Regions from separate parts of the Mus musculus genome. Here region 1 is linked to region 2. The links are chromatin contacts, called in public promoter capture Hi-C maps. All regions are on one chromosome and are shown on one strand. The core of a region is the stretch at or near the end of the contact, and the rest is flanking DNA. Distances in the headings are between cores, read along the strand shown. Region 1 holds the start of Tnk1 (tyrosine kinase, non-receptor, 1). Region 2 holds the start of Kcnab3 (potassium voltage-gated channel, shaker-related subfamily, beta member 3).

Evidence for each region. Promoter capture Hi-C pulls out the DNA fragments that hold promoters and counts their contacts.
Region 1: a promoter capture Hi-C map of liver shows a contact between it and region 2, with 3 times the contacts expected there. The contact joins the promoter of Tnk1 here to the promoter of Kcnab3 in region 2. A contact is called at or near these places in 6 of 39 promoter capture datasets (the HPC-7 cell line, cranial neural crest, liver and 2 more), 2 of 484 Hi-C or Micro-C datasets (Th1 cells and liver) and 1 of 9 other capture datasets (adipose tissue).

What each region holds. Positions count from the first base shown.
Region 1 is chr11:69,856,826-69,860,108 of GRCm38.p6, forward strand. Tnk1 (tyrosine kinase, non-receptor, 1) reads right to left here and starts at 1,905. Exons shown (of 14, transcript NM_031880.3): 1 at 1,882-1,905; 2 at 1,580-1,684; 3 at 87-300. The coding sequence starts at 249. It overlaps Gm32708 (a long non-coding RNA gene), which reads left to right and starts at 1,791. Exons shown (of 5, transcript XR_879975.3): 1 at 1,791-2,058; 2 at 3,091-3,201.
Region 2 is chr11:69,324,478-69,327,630 of GRCm38.p6, forward strand. It overlaps Kcnab3 (potassium voltage-gated channel, shaker-related subfamily, beta member 3), which reads left to right and starts at 1,781. Exons shown (of 14, transcript NM_010599.4): 1 at 1,781-2,446. The coding sequence starts at 2,205. It overlaps Trappc1 (trafficking protein particle complex 1), which reads left to right. Exons shown (of 5, transcript NM_001024206.2): 4 at 347-485; 5 at 962-1,316. The coding sequence ends at 1,090.

The sequences.
Region 1 (3,283 bases), core at 655-3,154, 530 kb after region 2:
AACAGTCAAGCCTGAAGTGTGGGGGAGCAGGGCCAGCATCTGGTAGGCTGGGGAAGCTACAGGGCCGTAAGGCAGAGGTTCCTCACCAGGCCTGCCCATGCCTATGTTGTCCAGGTCCTCAGGCCTTACAAAGTCAAAATGTTCTGGCCGAGTGACGTTGAGTTCCTCAAGGATGGGCCGGTAAAACTGGGCCAGTTGAACATCCCGGAGTAGCCGAAGGAGCCACAGGGAACTGGCTTCAGGGAGCATGTCTGGGGTCAGATGTCTCAGGAGGATGGCCGACTGCTTTAAATGGATGGCCTAGGGCAAGCACCAAAGACAGAGACAGAATCTCAACTGCCACCCTAACACAGCAGAAATGCCCAGGGATGCAAGATATCCAACCTTCCTAATGCTGTGACACTTTAATATAGTTCTTCATGTTGTGATGACCCTCAACCATAAAATTAGTTTCATTGCTACTTCATAGCTGCAATTCTGTTGGTTAAGAATCATAATGAGAGCCGGGCGTGGTGGTGCACGCCTTTAACTCGGGAGGCAGAGGCAGGTGGATTTCTGAGTTCGAGGCCAGCCTGGTCTACAAAGTGAGTTCCAGGACAGCCAGGGCTATCCAGAGAAACTCTGTCTCGAAAACAAACAAACAAACAAACAAACAAACAAAAAAACCAAAAAAGTTTTAAAAATCATAATGAAAATATTTTTGGAGACAGGGATTTGTCAGGAGAGTTGTGACCCAAAGGTTGAAAACCATTGCTTTGACCCTATGGCTTACTGCCCTTGAACTCCAGACCCTCAAATACTGTGCCCATTTAGTTCCCAGCACACATTGACTCGTATACAACTGAAACATATCCCCTCTTCATATATGAGACATTTTGCCTACCATATACAAACTAGAGATGCCCTGTTATGCTAACACACCATACCTCAGGAACATAGGTATACTAGGTGCAGTGCCTCCCACCCACTACCACCTCTCTCTCTCTCTCTCTCTCACACACACACACACACACACACTGAGACCTACAGATATACTACAAAACATGCCTAAGACAATCAGAACATGTCGCCTCAAGTCCAAGATATTCCCATACTCTGCCACAAAAAGCAGGCATACTGCAACACGCCCTCACACAGGTGTACTTGAGACACAACGCTTCTCTGCCTCCACAAGTCAAAGATACCTAGATATATCACCACCCATCTGAAACTCCAAGGATCACATAAACAAACACACATAATGAGGACACACTACCACGTCACCCCAGTAATGCCCATGGTCATGGCTTCTTAAACACCCGAGGCAGCAACACTGAAAATTAAACAGATATCAGGGCTGGGCTGTTAATCGAAGGCTAAGCCGAGAGCCAAACTTAAGATACTGTTCGCAAAGCCGCCTAGACTGCTAGGTGTGTGGTCCTTCCACACCCACTTGAGCTCAGTTCCAGGTACAGTGCCCAGGTGTTCTCCTGCGTCATTCAGCCTAAGTCAGCTACCAAACAGTCCCACCAGCCATTATTAAATAAGGCTCTAGGCCTCTGGGTCCGGGCTGCCTGCCCAAAGACTCTCTTTTACACACCTGTCTCTCTGTAGTTATACCACGAGGAAGTCCTAGATCGGAGGTCTGAGGTGGGAGGTGGAGGTGGGGAGCGTGGGGAGTTGGTCACCCCAGGCGGCCTGAGAACTGAGAGCAGAAGAAAGTTCAAATCCAAAAAGGCCCTGTGTTGCACCACAGATAGGAAGGGAGGAGCGGGGAGAAAGCAGCCAAGAAGAAATCCTGAGAGGGAAGGGAAGGATCCGGGAAAAGGGATCCAGCGACGCACCCCAAAGGGAGCCCGCTGGTCCCAGGCCCGGGCGCCCCTGCTAGGTGTGGACTCTCACCTGGCGAAGGCGGAAGAGGCAGCTACGGGGGCCGCCCAAGTGGCGGGCATTAAATCCTAAAAAGGGCGGGACCCCAGGCTGTGGAGGGCGGATCCTGGAAGCTGGCCCTGAACAATCGAGGACCAATTAATTCCCTGGTGACACTTTGTGGCGGAGCTCCTCCCACTTGTAGGACAGGTGAGCCTCTAGGCCGTGGTTAACCTTCCTTCCGCTTGCCTTGCCTTTCTTCACAGTCTTGGCAGTCTTCCTCACTCTCCCTAGATCTCTTCCTCCCGGCCCTGTCCCATATGCTGTTCTTCCCCAAATCCTTCACCGAAACAGTAGCATCTTGTAGTTCTCTGCCCAGGTATGGAACTGTAGGTTAATCAGGAAATAGTCACTGCCTTTAGGAGAAAGGCTCTAACAGGCATTTTGTGTCCCTGGAAGGGAATCGAAAAGGCACAGGATGCTTTAGGATGGAGCCAGGCGCTGTTACCGACATCAGTTTTGGTCCTAGACAGTCAAGAAGTGAGGCACTTCTATAACTCAGCCCCCCAACCCCAACCCGAGCCTATGTCTGTGTGCCTGCATGGACAGAGGCCAGGAGAGAGTGCTGGATCCCCTGAAACTGGAGTTAAAAGTGGGTGTGAGCCACCAGAGTAGGTGCTGGGAACTGAGTACTCTCTGAAGAGCAGCAAGTATCCCTAAGTGCTGAGCCATCTCTCCAGTCCCAAACCCACTTCTTTGAGATTTTGCAGCCCATGCTTGTACTTGCAGATATCTGCCTGTTTTTGCCTCCCTAGTACTGGGTTGAAAGTTGTAAGCCCTGTTGGAGAGTTGGTTAAGAGCACTCTTCCAGAGGTCCAGAGTTCAATTTTCAGCAACCACATGGTGGCTCACAACCATCTGTAATGAGATCTGATGCCCTCTTCTGGTGTGCACTCATAAATAAATAAATAAATAAATAAGTAAATAAATAAATAGTGTGAAAAAATGCTTGATGAATTTTGGGGGCTGGTGAGAAGGCTCAGCGGTTAAGAGCACTCCAAAGGTCCTGAGTTCAAATTCCAGCCACCACATGGTGGCTCACAACCATCTGTACAGCTACAGTGTACTCATATACATAAAATGAATAAATAAATATTGGAAAAAAAGAAAAGTGGATCTCTGGGATCCTGGAGAGTGCTTCAAGGAGAGTCATTCTTTCTCCCTTTTATTCTGAGGTCCCAGAGAGGAAGCTTCAAGGCTTCGGTCCAAGGAAGAATGCATGCATGAACACGGCAGCCGCCATTCCTTCACCTCTGTTTATCGAGCAACATGTGGATGTTCCAGCATTCCTGGGTAAATCACACTGCAATTCTACACATATGATTTCCTACCCCTTCTCTGATCCACCAAGTAGACACGCTATTAATTGTTCCCC
Region 2 (3,153 bases), core at 531-3,030:
TAGAGGGGTGTTGAAGGGAGGGCTAGCTAGCCAGCCTTGGGAACAGGAGATATTGTTTTGGAATGGAAGTGGCGTGTGGCCCCAAAGAGGGGAGGGTGTGTTTTAGAGAGGCTGAATCTGGATCGAGAATCTTGAAGCTGGCAGGAGCGGATACAGGAATGGTCTGAAAGTGGGGAGAGAGTGAAGGCAGTTGCAATTACATCGGGGGTGGGGATGACCGGAGGTGTTTTTACTCAATGAACCTGCTACAAACTATCTATATGAATAGGAAGGAGTTGACCTTGAGGGCATCACAAATATTTCTTTGGGAGTGATTTCACTCCTGTCTGAATACTCATTTCTGCAGGAAGGATGGCTTTCTGTCTTTCCAAACTAGCCGTTACAAACTCCATTACTACGAGACTCCCACTGGAATCAAGGTTGTCATGAATACTGACTTGGGCGTGGGCCCTATCCGAGATGTTCTACACCATATCTACAGTGCGGTCAGTGTCAGTAGAGGAACCCTTTTCCTCCTAGAGCCCTAGGAGTCCCTCGGGTTTTCTGCCCTTATCCTTCTGTATCACATCCCTGTTGAACTCAGTTTTCTCCAGAGCCTTTAGCTCCTTAAACAGTAATAGCTTCTCTAAGGGAGAGCTTGTGCAGGTTTTTGGGTTTTTTTTTTATAAATGATGTATTTCTTATTTTAATTATATGTATTGTGTAGAGGGTATGTGTGCACATGAGCACAAGTGTCTGTGGAGGACAGATCCTCTGGAGAATTACAGGCAGTTGTGAGCTGACCAACATGGGTGCTAGGCTCTGACTAACCTCTGCAAAAGCAGTAGTATGCTTTCTTAATTCCTGAGCTCTCTCCACCCCAACCCCACCCGTGTATTCTTATATTCTCGAGATTACACCATGTTTGAGATTGAAAATGAAAAGTGTCTCACATCAGGCTCACACACCCTCCTTTTCGCAGCTGTATGTGGAGTTTGTTGTGAAGAATCCTCTGTGCCCGCTGGGACAAACTGTGCAAAGTGAGCTCTTTCGATCCCGGCTAGACTCCTATGTCCGATCTTTGCCCTTCTTCTCTGCCAGAGCTGGCTGAAACATCTACCTCACCCCTCAGAAGAACCTGTGACTGCCTGGGCCCATCTCACTTGTTACATTGAGAGCCCTTCCATCTACCTGTCTCCGAGAGCTTTCCCCCGAAGGCCTACCACCCACTGCCTTCAAGTCATAAGAATGAAGCTCACAGGAGTCTACGCCAGTTTTATCCCTGCTTGACTCTGTGAGAAACACAGAATAAACTGAATAAACTTTTTGTCACCCTCTGCTGCCTGAGTGTGAGTTCCTGTGGCCCCTCCCAGTGTGACTCACACAAAAATGAGAACTAGGGTAGCCACACATCCCTGAAGCCTATAAAGAGGTTTTCCCAGCAGATTTCTCTCGAGCTGGATACTTTGTTGTGTTTTAGAATTTTAGCAGCAACCTTTGCTACCACTTGATAGATGTAGTACACACATCCTGTCTTACCTTTAGCTGTGACAATGTCTCCAAATCTAGTTTTCTCGGGGAACAAAAAACGCCCTCTCGAGTGCACACCACTGACCGGAATGAAAGCGGACACGATTCAAGTACAGAAAGTGAGAACCCCGTTCCTAAAACGGGATGTTCTGGGCAAGGCACACTGATTATTTAAGTTCTGGAGCTTCTGCAGGCGGAGCTTATGCAGATGAGCAGCGTGTTCTACTCAGAGGCAGGCGGCTCCATGCAGATGAAGGGGCGTGGCCTGAATGTTAATGAGCTGGGCTTGCTGCCGACGCGGCTGGGAGCACAGCGGTCCCGCAGCGGTTCCAGCTGAAGTGGCACCCGTCTTTTGCTACCCCTTGTTCCTGGGTAGCTATCCTTGAAGACCGTCCTCGACTTTTCTTTATCCTTACCCGTTTATCCTCCCAATCCCTTCATCACAGCTCCCAGCACCCGAATACCCACCACTCCGGGCGACCCCACGGTTTTCCTTTCCCACCGCAAGACCCGCGACCTCCAACAGCCCGCCCCCGCGGGCCCGATCCCGTTTGGCGGCTCTAGCTGCAGCCTTCTCAGCCTTCCCGCTCTCCCTGCGATCGCGCTATTACCACCACACCGGTGTCTGCCCTCGGACTTCCCGGCTCCCTCCTCCCGCTCCCTCGGAGCCCCCTCCCCCGCCCTGGCCATCCGGCATGCAGGTGTCTATCGCGTGTACCGAGCAGAACCTTCGCAGCCGGAGCAGTGAGGACCGTCTCTGTGGACCCCGGCCCGGTCCTGGGGGCGGTAATGGAGGGCCAGTGGGCGGAGGGCATGGGAACCCTCCGGGGGGTGGAGGACCGAGCTCGAAGTCACGAGCTGCAGTGGTCCCTAGACCCCCAGCACCTGCTGGGGCCCTTCGAGAGAGCACCGGCCGAGGCACTGGCATGAAATACAGGTATGGGGTGGCCGGGCAGCCTATCCATATGCTCCTCTTTTGGGACCCCTGAGGCTTTCTGGGTTAGCCGCCTAAGACCCCTTCAAACTTAGCTTAAAGGTCTGGCTCACCCCCCCCTCTTCTCTCTCACACGCACTCACTCTCTTCCTCTGTTAGTTCCCCCAACTTTGAAATCAAGTTTACCAAGGTTGACAGAGTCCTGTCATACCTAAACGATGCCCCTGAGTTGTCCTCCTTACCCGTAAAAAAGCGGGGAACGCCTGGATCTCCAGGCTGCTCCCCCCACCCCCTCCAATGGAGTGTCCTTGGGTTGGCGTCCTGGGGAGAGGAGGGAGGGAAACAGCATCTCACTCTGGCCGGTTGGGGCGCCTGACCCAGATATTGCCCCCACCAGCCCCGAAGCCAGTCTCCCTCAACCTTTCCAGGGTAGGATCAGGGCCCTAGAGAGGGAAGGGACATTTGAAAGGATGGACCACATCTTTCGCCCTCATGCTGTAAGACAAGAGTTGGCGGGAAGGGTTGTGAAAATTTTACTTTTAACTCAGAGGACTACCGGCCAGAGACTCTCAGAAGGAGGGTGGGGAGCACTTTTGCTTGGGAATGAGCTGAGGTCATTAATGTGACCCACCTTTGTCCTCCGAAGTATCCAATCTTCTCCCTGTAGCAGCCCTGACTAGGAAGTAGGGCTGTTTAATCTGTGCCTTGGA